Regions from separate parts of the Macaca mulatta genome. Here region 2 is linked to region 1. Evidence: chromatin contacts called from public Hi-C data. All regions are on one chromosome and are shown on one strand. Each heading gives the region's core, a stretch centred on a gene start, on an enhancer-like site or on the middle of the called end of the contact. The rest is flanking DNA. Distances are from core to core; before and after follow the strand shown. Region 1 holds the start of PGBD2 (piggyBac transposable element derived 2). Region 2 holds the start of ZNF692 (zinc finger protein 692).

Region 1 (6,466 bases), core at 2,052-4,551:
TTTCACCTGTAAAATGGGATCATCGTGGTACCTACCTTCACTGCATTGTGAAAGTAATAAGAGTCAATGTGTGTAAAGCAGACACAACAGGCCTGGCTTCCCAAGTGTTAACTACAATTTCAGGTCCACAACCCCTCACCTACAATTCCAAAAGCCAAATATGCTTTAAAAACTGAACTTTCTTTCAAAACTTTGCAACAAACTCTTTGGCAGCAAAACCTGGACTGACCTGAGGCTCTTCATAAAGTCTAATTGTTTATAAATATCCACACATTTTGCTGCAGAAATTATGTTTCATTAAGGGATGCATAGTATGACTGATAAAACTCAAACAGTCTGACTTCTTCCCCAGGTCCAGCCAGGTTTGGGTCAGGAAGCCTGACTTGTGTTACCATTTCACAGTTGCTCCACCTCTCGGCAGTTTACCACCTTTTCCTCCACTGTGCCTTAGGCTGGCCCCATCCACTTACTAACATATAGACTGACAGCCTCCAGCCATTAGGGCATGAGCCCATCTTCACAGCCTACCAAGAGCTTGCCCTGGGTCACAACCCAACCGAGCTCTGAAATAAAATCAAAGTCATCCACAGCCCGGTGCCTAGCCTTATCCCCACCCAGTTCCGCCTGTAGGTTCAGACCACTCCCGAGGGCTGGTCCAGTCTCTTCTTGTAGCCTGTCTTCCTCCGGTTCCCTACTCTGGCCTGACTGCTTTCTTCTTCTGTGCTGTGCCTTTTGCCTGGGTGCTATTCCCTGCCCATGGGATCCCCTGCAATGTCCTTCTCATCCGTCAGGCTTCCAATCAAGTCTTCTCTTATCACAGCTTTCACCACAATAGACTGAAATTAATAGTCCATCTTCAGGTCGACCCCACCTCTGTATCCCAAGAAGGTAACATGGCATCTGGCATGCAGCAGGCCCTCAATAAATACTCGCTGAACCAAACTAATCATGCCACAGAGCCAAATGGCCACATTCCAGGGCATCCCATCCATCTCAACCTGCCGCAGACTTTTCATTTTCATCTTTACTATCTGGCTTTGAGACAACTATTTAGAAAAGAACCAGGAGCTCTTGATATATGCTTGACCCTAACTAAAATATACTCCTAAAAGAGTCTCTGAAACCATGCATAGGAAATATGTCAGTGAAGAGTCTAATAATTACAGTGGACTCAACCAGGACAGAGGGGGATACATAGTTAAGAAGCTCAGCAAAAACCCATTCTACCTTTCAGGAGTCTGCAGACTGTGCTCCCCAATTCTACCTTTCAGGAGTCTGCAGACTGTGCTCCCCAGGCCCTCCATCCTCTCACATGTGGCTCCTACATCTTTCTTGCCCTGCCTGAGACAACCAACAGAGGAAGGGGACATCGGTAGCCAGTGCCCCCACATACCAAGCAAACTCACAAAGGGAATAATGTCTAGACAGAGGCTGTTAGGCAGCCACACTATCACCTTTTCATTCCTTTGGCAAACATCTGAAGTATATACTGAATGCCAGGCATGTATGCATAAAATTGTAACTATGACAGGGCTAAGAAGGAAAGAAGGTGTTGATCAGAACCCATAAAACGGAAACTGACCTAGTCAGGGAGGTCAGAGAATACCTCCCTGAGGAAAAGATAACCTAATGGAGAGCTGCAGAAAGAGTAACAACTCCCTCAGCAGGCAGGGAATAGCACCCCAGGCAAAAGGTACAGCACAGGAGAAGCAAAGCAGTCCGGCCAGGGTAGGGAATCTGTGGGAGACGGTACAAGAGGCTGGACCAGCCCTGCAGAGACTTGAAGGCCCTGTTAAGGAGGCCTGTCTTTATCAGAGCAGTGGGAAGTTTAAAAAAAAAATTACAGGCAGAGCATAACAGAATGAAGGGTGCATGTTAACAAGCTGATTCTGGCTGCAGTATGGACAACTGAGTATGCAGGGCCCCAACGCTGATGAAGGGAGACGGACAAAAAGGCTATGGCAAAAGGGTGGGGCCTATGGAGAGAAATGGACACACCTAAGGAGGACTCAAAACGTGAAACCATCAAGTCTGGATAATTGGTTGAGGGGGTAGGGCAGGGGAGAAAGCTGATCAGGCAAGCCTCCTAGATTCTGGCACCCTATGGCTGGTGCACAGAGGTGCCACTCACCAAGCCCAGCAGCACTGGGAAGAGGAACGAGCAACACTGGGAGGAGGAGGTGGTCACGAGCTGCCCAGAGGTCCAACTGGGCATTCTCAACTAAACTGGTCCAGGCACTCGGCAAGAAAAAGCACCTTGGTGTGAGACCTGGAGCTCCCCAGGCCACTCTAAAGGGCCCTAGGGGGTTGGGAGGCGGGAGAGCTGCTGTTTAAAATGTAAATTTCTCCAAGGAAAGACAGGACAACCCAATGCTGTCTTGGCGCCTAAATTACAAAACGGAAATAGGTGAGAGTAGAGAAATTTGAATAAGGCCTGTAGGTGTTAATATCCTGGTTTTGTTGACTGTTCTGTAAAAAAAGATGTTAACCCCTACGAAATCTGGGCGAACCGTACATGGGAATTTTTGTTTGTTTTGTAACACTCTGAAATTCTGAAATTAATTCAAGATAAACATTATTCAAAAGACATTTTATACATCAGCACCCCAAAGCTCAGCCAGGAGCCTAACAGCTCAGAAGGGCTTTTGTGGGATACGGAGGAACTTCCTCCCCTCTCTTCATCTCAATAGCAAAAGGGAAAGAAGGGCAAACAAAGACCCTCAGAAACCTCAGCGCCTTCCCAGGCGGACGCAAAGTTAAGAACGACCCGGCCCCAGCGCGCCCCGGCGCGGAGCCGCCCCGCCCCGGGACCTGACGCGGCGTTCGCAGCTCGGCCGCCAGCCTCAGGCTGCCCGCCCCATTAGTCCCGCCCACCCCGCCCGAGCCTGACCTGGTCCCTCCCACCGCGCCCTTAATCCATCCCCCTTTAGCCCGACCCCGCCCTGGTCCCCACCCACCCCGCTCCGCCTCCTGCTCCGCCTCCCGCTCAGCAGGGCCCTCCGGCCTCGCACCCCAACCCGCAGAGGGAGCGCCCCCTTGCGGCCCTCGGAATCCCATTGTTCCTGTCCTGGTCCCGCCAGCCCACCGTGGACGCGGAGCAGTGAGGACGAACTCCTCCGGACGCCGTTGAGAAAACGCAACATCAAGGCCAACCGCTCCTGCACTCAAGCTAAGCCCTGCCTGCGGCGCGAGCACAATGATGCCTACCTGCCCTGGCCCAGACGGAGCCTCCCGAGCCCGAACCGGACCATGAGCCGCGCCGAACCGGAGCGCTGCGCCTGCGTTGGCGTCGGGCGTCGCGGCCGCGCAACGTCCGGCACGAGAGCGCCCGCCGCACCTTGGCCCGCCTTCCACGCCACGCCCCCGAACCAGGCCACGCCCCGGCCCGAGCGACCATCGAGACTCCGGGACCTCCGCGGCGCCTAGAGGGATCCCGAAAACGCCTGCGAGGCCAGAACGGCCGAAATAACGTCTCCCACCCCAGCGGGCCGGCTCTTCCCGCCAATCTCCCTTATCCTCCCACCCCCGTCCTCCCTTGGAAACTTTCCTCGCTTCTAATCAGGAGAGCATGGGGACTTTCTAGGGTAGTGGTTCTCAAATGTGGCCCCAATCTAACAGCAGCTTCACCTGGGAAATTGATGGAACTGCAATTCTTGGGGCCCCACTCAAGGCCTTCTGAATCAGAAACTGAGGGTGTGCCCAGTAATCGGGCTTACCAACCCTGAAGGTAATTGTGGTACAAACTAGGGCTTGAGAACCACTGCTGCATGGCAGGGTTTCTTGACTTTTTGGGCCTGGATAATTCTTTGTTGAGAGGGAAGGAGGCTGTCCTGTGCATTACAGGAGGCAGGGTCACGGATAAAATACAGTTAAATTTGAGTTTCAGGTAACAGTGTTGTTCATCTAAGATTCACATTTAACTGGAAATCCCTGTATTTCATCTGGCTACCTTACCTACCTATAGTTTTACTTCGTAAAAATAACCCTAATTGTAGGATATTGAGCACCCCTAGCAACTAAGTGCCAGTAGCACACCACACTCTCTCCACTCTAGTTATGACAAAAGTGTCTCCCCCTACCCCTTGAGAATCACGGCTCTATAAGGACTTTGTCCAGCTGAAACCTAGTAGCCTATTAGGTATGTAGGACAGTGTACTCCACAGCAAACTGCCTTGCCCTGAAAGGCTTTGAACACAGAAATCCCTGGGACCAGACCCTGTTAACATTCAAAAAGAGGGCCACTTAGTGAAGACTTTGTATTTGCTTCTCCACCCTGACACTTCACAAATGTTATTTGGTCACTGTAAAGTGTGTTCCAAAACACCTGCATCAGAAGAAAAAAAAATCATGCTCATTTGTGGGATTCTGGAGCGAAGGGCACGTATAAGTTTGTCATCATTCATTCCACATATAAGCAATTTGAGGAGACAGATCATGAGCTCTGGGAAAATGGGAGTGCTACTCTAGGTGAGGTAGAGTAGTGTTTCTAACTTGCTTTGTTCCCCAGATCCTGTGTCTCATTCATTCATTCATTCAAGTGTTAAATGAGTGTCCTCTCTATGACAGTCACTCCTCTGGGCAGTGCTGTTAGAACAGTGAAAAAAATAAAGGCACAAGAGAAAAACCCTCTTGTCATGATGCTTACATTTCAGCGGGAGAACCAGACAATAAACAAAATATATGGTGTGTCAAAGTGGAAAGTGCTAGGAAGAAAATAAAGGAAGCAAAGGGGACCAATAAGACTTGTGAACTCAGTTTTAAATAATTTGGTCAGGGAAGGTTGGTAAGTAAGAAGGTTGTATTTGAGGGAAAAGCCAAAGAATATGAAGAGCAAATTCCCCATGCAGAATTCAAGGGGGAAAATACTTGAAGCAGAAAGAATGGCATGTGCACATGCTCTGAGGCGAAGCAAGCCTAGCACATTTGAGAATGGCTGGAGACAAAAGAACGAAGAGAGTCAAAGAAATGAGGTCAAAGAGGGGGTGAGTTGAACAAGGAGTAGTAAGATACATATATAGTGTGCTTGCTGGCTGTTTCTTCCATACCTTTATGATCTAGAGAGAATTGTCACTGCAATTTGGATACTTGCATATGTAAAGTTAATAAAAAGATCAGGACCAAGTGTAAGTGTTTATGGAGCTGCAAAGAGCCCGTCTAGACATTTTCAGTGCATTGCTTTGAATAAAGCTACGTTTAAAAACAAAGTCAAATCTTTGAAAACAATGTCAAATTTTGGGTAGAATCGCAGAACTGCATAATAGGAATTGGGAAAAAACAAAACAAAAAACTTAGCCTGTTAAGCTAGAATCCTTTGAGGAAAATATATATTTTGAAGTTGTCTTTGAGAAATAGGCTAAATAAGCTTTAAGGAAAAAATTGGGGGGAAAATATTTAAATTATGTGTATTATGAGTAAATTTCATAAAAGCCTTGCAGCCTAGTTTGTTTATAGATACTATCTTGCTTTAGGGAGTTAACAAATTAAAAAAAAAGAAAAAACATATAAAAAGAAGAAGAAAATGGACTTGGGGAATTAAACATACATTTATTAATTTATGTCATTTAGTTTATTTCACCTGTACATGTTTTTGTGTGTATGTATGGGGTGAGATTTTACATATAAAAATTCTCATGTCCATCAAGCATTGACTAAGTAACACCTTGTGGTTAATGATGGTGGTACATAGCAGCAATTAAAGCTCAGCTACAAGTTGCTTGATTCCTTCCACCTTTTGACCATTACGTATGATACTGACTGTGGGTCTGTCATCTATGGCTCTTATTATTTTGAGGTATTTTCCTTCAACACTTAGTTTATTGAGAGTTTTTAACATGAAGGAATGTTGAATTTTATGAAAGATCTTTTCTGCTTCTATTGAGACAACCATGTGGTTTTTGTCTTTAGTTCTGTTTATGTGATGAATTACATATATTGATTTGTATATGTTAAACCAACCTTGCTTGCATCCTGGGGATGAAGCCAACTTGATCATGGTGGATAAGCTTTTTGATGTGATGCTGGATTCAGCTTGCCAGTATTTTATTGAGTGTTTTTGGATTGATGTTCATCATGGATACTGGCCTGATTTCCGTTTTGTTGTTGTTGTTGTTGTTGTAGTATCTCTGCCAGGTCTTGGTATCAGGATGATGCTTTTCCTCATAAAATGAGTTAGGAAGGAGTCCCTCCTTTTCAATTGTTTGAAATAGTTTCAGAAGAAATATTACCAGCTCCTCTTTATACCTCTGGTAGAATTAAGCTATAATCCTTCTAATCCTGGGCTTTTTTTTTTTTTTGTAGGCTATTTATTACTGCCTCAATATCAGAACTCATTATTGGTCTATTCAGGGACTCAACTTCTTCCTGGTTCAGTCTTGGGAGGGTGTATATATCCAGCAATTTCTCCATTTCTTCTGGATTTTCTAGTATATTTGCATAGAGGTGTTTACAGTATTTTCTGATGGTTTTT
Region 2 (6,232 bases), core at 223-2,722, 45 kb after region 1:
AATCTGCCTAAAGGGAGCAAATTTGTGGCTGAAAACAACACAATTTATTACAACAGTTACAGAAAATTAATACCAGTGGCTTGCAGTAGGGTTTTAGCAATTGAGAGGGTCGGAAGTGATGGGATTTAAGATAAATTTTTGGAGACAGGACCAACAAGATTTGCTGATGTATATAGTTTAGGTGTCATAAAAGGCAAATAATCAAGACTGATTCCCTTTTTTTCTGAGCAAGGGGGTGGATGATGCCTTCATTTACTGACATGGTGGAGGGTACAGGCATTATTGTTACATGTTTGCCATATTTATGTGGGAGAAAAATCAGCTATCATGTGTCAGTGCTCTCTACATGCCAGGCACTGTCCTAAATTCGTTACATGTGTTAGCTCAGTTAACACAGGTAAGTCAAGCGGGCAGTAAGATATATGACTGGAGTTGAAAGAAGGCTAGGCTAGGAGCCATCGTGTATTTAAATCCACGGACCTAATTAGATCACCCAAGAGAACATCTGCAGACGAGAGAAGATCTGGTTCAAGGCCTGAGCCAGGGCACACTTCATCTTTTGGCAGAACAGAGGGAATGGATCCAAAAAAAGGAAAGAGGGAGCCAGTGAGGAGGGTGGAAAACCAGGAGCATAGGAAGTCAGAGAAGTAAAACTGGGGCCAAAAAATGTAGAGGGAGCCATAAGGTTGACGAAGACGCGAGCTACATAGTCGCGCTCTTTCTAGGGCAGGGAGGCGGACAGAACTGACAGCTGCTATGTGGCAAGATGACCGTCGCCAGTGACCCTGTGGAGCGCCACTGCAGTGGCTGGGCGGGGAGGAAAGCTCCGTCAGAGCCGTTTGAAGAGAAGAGGATGGGAAGCGAGAGTCCACAGAGAATGCCGGCGACTTTGAGGAGGAATTCTGATGCTAACAGAAGTGGGCTGTGACTGTGGGACTCTGCGGTCCAGAGGGCTCCGCTGGCTTTCAAAGTGACTGGTTCTGCATCACGTTTGCGGGCGGCAACTGTGAGGGGAAATGGAAGGTGAATACAAAACGGCCACAAGTGAAGAGGCAACGCCCCCAGACAGGCCGATGGGCTGGGGCTGGAGCGCAGGAGGCCTGACCCTGTCTCTTCCACTTTCCCGCAAACCTTTGGTCACCAAGCGCAGACGCTCACCACAGAAGCGACGCAACCACAACTGCCGCGGGGCTCCGTGACACGCGCGGGCGACTCGGGTCGGGGAACCACGGTTCCCGGCGGGCGTTGCGCGGGGCACCCAGTGCGCAGGCGCACGCCGTCGGCCTCCGACTCGCCCCTCCCTCTGGGGCGCGGGCCTCAGTTCCGGGATACCGCAGCCGACGCCGAGAAGCACCGTTTCTTCTTAAAAGAGAAACGCTGCGCGCGCGAGGTGGGCCCCTGCCTTCCAGCAGCTCCGGGCCTGCTCGCCTCGCCCGGGAGGCGCAGGCGCAGGCGCAGTCGGGGTGAGGGCGCTTGGGGGCGCACAGGTGAGGTCGGGGTGGGGGTGGGTCGCGACGGGGTTCTGGGCAACCTGGGAGCTGCAATTGGGATTGGTCCGCTCCACTCACTGCCAGCATTAAGTGGGGGTGCCCAAGACGGGGTGGGGGGCGCCCTCCAGACCTCTGACCCCGGCCCCCACCGTCACTCGACCCAACTGTGAAGAGCGACCCCAGCTGCACGCCAGGACGCGACCTTTCCTTCCCCTACAAAGCAGTAAAGGCCGCTGCCCTCTTCAAGATGAAATGTGTGGACCCCCCCAGCCCAGTTGAAATTTGCCGTGAAAGTCTATCGCTCCTTCCCCACGGCTACACTTCAGTGGACTGGAGGGCGCAGGCCTTTGTTCTGCCTGCTTGTGTCTGCCGGCCTCCCCCCCGGCGACACCCACATGGTAGCGCTGAGCTTCCACACCCTGTATCGCAGAAGGACGGGGTTTGCTCCACACCTGCCACTACTGTTGAAATAGTTTAGTCTTGCCCCGGAATTGCATAGATCAGTGAGTCTTCCTCACTGATGAGGAAACTGAGGCCCCAACGACAGGTGGAGCCGGGTCCTCGGGCCCCAGGATCGGCTGGGCGCTGAAGACATCTTCCACCCTCCAGCCTCTGGTGCACATGGCTTCCTCCCCGGCGGTGGACGTGTCCTGCAGGCGGCGGGAGAAGCGGCGGCAGCTGGACGCGCGCCGCAGCAAGTGCCGCATCCGCCTGGGCGGCCACATGGAGCAGTGGTGCCTCCTCAAGGAGCGGCTGGGCTTCTCCCTGCACTCGCAGCTCGCCAAGTTCCTGTTGGACCGGTTAGGGGCCGGGAGAGGGGCTTGGGGGAGGGTACCCAGGCAGCAGCCCCTAGCCTCCTCTCCAGGGCCTGTCCTGCTGCTCTTTTCCACCCTCAGGTTTCTCACTGTACCAGGACGGCCTGTGTGACCTGTGGCCTCCCAGGGTCCTGCTCCCCTCCTCATGGTCTCAGCGAATAGCGGCCCTTAGGGCTGGCCCCTTACATGTGTGGGTGCCCAGGGCCGAGGGTGGCTGGCCACCTGAGTCCTGACCTGCCTCTTCTCCTCCTGGCAGGTACACTTCTTCAGGCTGTGTCCTCTGTGCAGGTAGGTAGGGGATGGCAGGGGGTGAGAGCCAGAGGGAAGAGGGGCCACAGGGTGACCCAGAAACACCCTCCTTTCAAAGGGAGCCCTGAGTGAGTTTGGGAAGGGTGGGGTAAGTTGGGGAGCACGGAGTAGTTTGATGGGAGCAACCTCTGGGTGGGGAAGGGAGCAATGTCTCAGGATCTAGTGTGTCTAGGTTCTGAAGAATGATAAATTGGACTGTGGCTGAGGTTGCCCTGGCGTTTGAGGGAACAGGGCTCCCTGGGTATGGCTCTCCAGGGTGAGAGGAGACTTCCCAGTTCAGCCTGACTGCTTCCCCCACCCCTCCAGGTCCTGAGCCTTTGCCTCCAAAACGTCTGCAGTATCTGGTGCTCTTGTCTCATGCCCACAGCCGAGAGTGCAGCCTGGTGCCCGGCCTTCGGGGGCCTGGCGGCCAAGATGGGGGGCTTGTGTGGGAGTGCTCAGCAGGCCATACCTTCTCCTGGGGACCCTCTTTGAGCCCCACACCTTCAGAGGCACCCAAGCCAGCCTCCCTTCCACACACTACCCGGAGAAGTTGGTGTTCTGAGGCCACGAGTGGGCAGGAGCTTGCAGGTAGGCTGGGAAAAAGCAGAGTTGTGGAGAAAAGGGAGGAAGGAGGTTTCCCATTTTCTGTAGCTCAGAACCCTGTTCTCTAAAAATCATCCTTTTTCAATGGAAAAACTCTATGTTGACAAAGAAATATATCATCAAATACATTGTTGGGCACGAAAAGCAGAACAAAATACAGTGTATGGTATGCTATCACTGGTGAAAAATACAAATAAGGGGAAATGAGTGTGTGTGTGTGTGTGTGTGTGTGTAAGTACTTGTGAATGTATAACATATCTCTGGAAGGCACATAGGAAACCAGGTTGCCTGTGGGAAGAAGTAGGCGATGGGGGGACAGTATTGGAAAGGAGATTTTTGACTGTATAGTTTTGTGAACTGTGTGAATATCATCTCTGAAATAGAACAACGCCTCCTACTCCAATAGCCTCTGCTCCCTCCTCCTCAAGAGTCTCTGCCTGGGTGCAGTGGTTCACACCTATAGTCCTAGCACTCTGGGAGGCTGAGGCAAGAGGATTGCTTGAGCCCAGGAGTTTGAGACCAGCCTGGGCAACACAGTGAGACCCCATCTCTATTTAAAAAAAAAAAAAAAAGAGGAGTCTCCCATCACTTCAGACCTTAGAACTTTACATGTCCTCATCCCTTGAGTCCAGAGTTCCTTCCCTTTTGACTTTGCCTGTCCCACAGATTTGGAATCTGAGCATGATGAGAGGACTCAAGAAGCCAGGTTGCCCAGGTGAGGATGTGAGTAGGAGGGAAAGGGCGGAATTGCATAGATGGTAAGATGAGGGAGCAGGACCTCAGACTTGCTTTCTTTGGGACTGCAGGAGGGTGGGACCCCCACCAGAGACCTTCCCACCTCCAGGAGAGGAAGAGGGTGAGGAAGAAGAGGACGATGATGAGGATGAAGAGGAGATGCTCAGTGATGCCAGCTTATGGACCTACAGCTCCTCCCCAGATGAGCAAGTTGGGGTTGAGGGAGAATGCTGAGCAGAGCAGGAGAGGGAGGCGGCTGGCCTGGCAGTTCATAGCTTTGCAGACTAGAGGGAAGGGCTTGTTGGTGTGGAGGGAAGGGTGGGTTTTGGGGAAGGCAAAAAGAACTAGAGGCTTTGAACTGCGTGGGTGAAAAGGGGTGAAGTCAGGCGCAGGGAGACTGAGGGCTGAAAGCAGATATGAATGGGGAGCCTAGGGTGGGGGTAGGGTTGTTTCAGGTTTGAGGTCTTTTCAGTTTAGGGGCTAGGGTCGGGCTGGGGCTAGCTGACTGCCCAGAGAGTTAATGCCATCTTCCTCTTTGTTCTCCTTTCAGTAGTGAGCCTGATGCCCCCAGACTCCTCCCTTCCCCTGTCACCTGCACGCCTAAAGAGGGGGAGACACCACCAGCCCCTGCAGCACTCTCCCCTCCTCTTGCTGTGCCATCCTTGTCAGCATCCTCACTGGGTTCCAGAGCTCCTCCACTTGCAGAAGTCGGGGTGCAGCCAGAGCTCAGCAGGACCCCTCAAGCGGCCCAGCAGACCGAGGCCCTGGCCAGGTAACCTGACGGCTGAGACAGAAAGGGCAGGGGCGTTCTGGGATGTGGCCCCCCCTCGAGGCCCTCTGCTCCCTCTTTGCTGCCCATAGCACTGGGAGTCAGGCCCAGTCTGCTCCAACCCCGGCCTGGGATGAGGACACTGCACAGATCGGCCCCAAGAGAATTAGGTAGGACTTGGGGAGATGGGGTTCTGGGGAGGGCCGACAGGAGGGAGGCAGAGAAGGGCAGGCAGGAGTCATCCTGCTCCTCTCCATTCTTCTCCCCAGGAAAGCTGCCAAAAGAGAGCTGATGCCTTGTGACTTCCCTGGCTGTGGAAGGATCTTCTCCAACCGGCAGTATTTGAATGTGAGGGGCACAGGTTGGGGCCTGTGTGGCTGCTGGGGTGGGGGGAAAAGGGCTAAAAGAGAAACTGAGGAAAAGGATCTTAAGGCATGGGAGGATTCAGAACCGGGAAGCAGAGGGTTAGGATGGATATGCAGAGCTTTCCTATAATTAGTAATCATTGAATCAGACAACTGGTAGATGAAACCATGCCTCAGGCGCACAGAGCCACGGCCCTCTACTGCTTGTTGCATGGAGGCCACACAGAGATGACAGTGGCATGCATCAGGCTCCCCTGGAGGTGCTAATGACAGTCCTGGGCACTTGACGTGTGTGAAGTCTTCTGGTTCTCACAATATCCCCATGGATTAGGTGCTGATATTATTCCCACTTTGCAGACAGAAAGGTTAGGCGTTGCTCAAGGCTCTTCAGCTAGTGTGTCTTAGTGCTAGGGTTCTGAGCCTGGTGGCCTGGCTTCAGAGTCCATGCCCGGGCTGCCTCATATCCTGGCTTGAGAGGATATTCCTAGAGTGAAGTGGGCTAGGAGATGGTCCTGTCCCCAATCTCACTCACTGGCTGAGAAATTTGAGGCACAGGGGGAAGGGTCCAATCCCTACAGTCAGCCAGAGCACTTGGAACAGCAGGTGCCAAGGCTGGGGAGGGCCACAGACACTGGGATGGTGAGGTGAGAGTAGAAGACGGAGAGTGCTGCCCACAGAAGATGACAGAGGAATCAAGTGAAAAGGGAGAACGACCGGGATGACAGGGAAGCTCTAGGCTGAGAAGAGCATTCAGCAGGGCATGTCAGACCTTCTGGAGTCTGTTATGGAGGAGACCAAAGCAGCCCCTGGAAGTTTAACTGTGGAAAAACGGGATTCTAAAGAAGGGGACAGCCCATGCAATTTAGTGAGTGAGGATGCCAACTTAGGCCAGTGAAAAGAGAAATAACTTCGATATTTAGGAGTTAAGGTTGAAGAGCCTGTTACCCTTAATAGTGTTCTAGGTTGAGTGTGTGTGTGTGTGTGTGTGTGTGTGTGTGTGTTTCCAAAGCAGATTTAGAAGAAAATCACAAATATCCATGGCGAAGTATTAAAAAGCAGGCAGTTGGGGAGATACTGTTGCACGTGAATATTGACATCAAATGGGATAATCATACTTACCCAAACCGCTTTCCCCTCCACAGCAGATAGTGCATTCATGATTAG

The links. Hi-C and Micro-C count contacts between places; a contact is called where the count stands out from the background.
Region 2: a contact with region 1 is called in a Hi-C map of liver, with 3 times the contacts expected there. The contact joins the promoter of ZNF692 here to the promoter of PGBD2 in region 1. A contact is called at or near these places in 2 of 14 Hi-C or Micro-C datasets (fetal cortical plate and liver).

Annotation. Positions count from the first base shown.
Region 1 is chr1:70,003-76,468 of T2T-MMU8v2.0, forward strand. PGBD2 (piggyBac transposable element derived 2) reads right to left here and starts at 3,302. Exons shown (of 3, transcript NM_001258110.1): 1 at 3,208-3,302.
Region 2 is chr1:117,279-123,510 of T2T-MMU8v2.0, forward strand. It overlaps ZNF692 (zinc finger protein 692), which reads left to right and starts at 1,473. Exons shown (of 12, transcript NM_001261269.1): 1 at 1,473-1,487; 2 at 2,100-2,290; 3 at 2,562-2,593; 4 at 2,921-3,184; 5 at 3,866-3,914; 6 at 4,006-4,140; 7 at 4,485-4,706; 8 at 4,796-4,873; 9 at 4,973-5,051. The coding sequence starts at 2,112. LOC114678402 reads right to left here and starts at 2,312. Exons shown (of 2, transcript XM_028848779.2): 1 at 1,159-2,312; 2 at 22-1,004. The coding sequence starts at 1,577. The coding sequence ends at 986.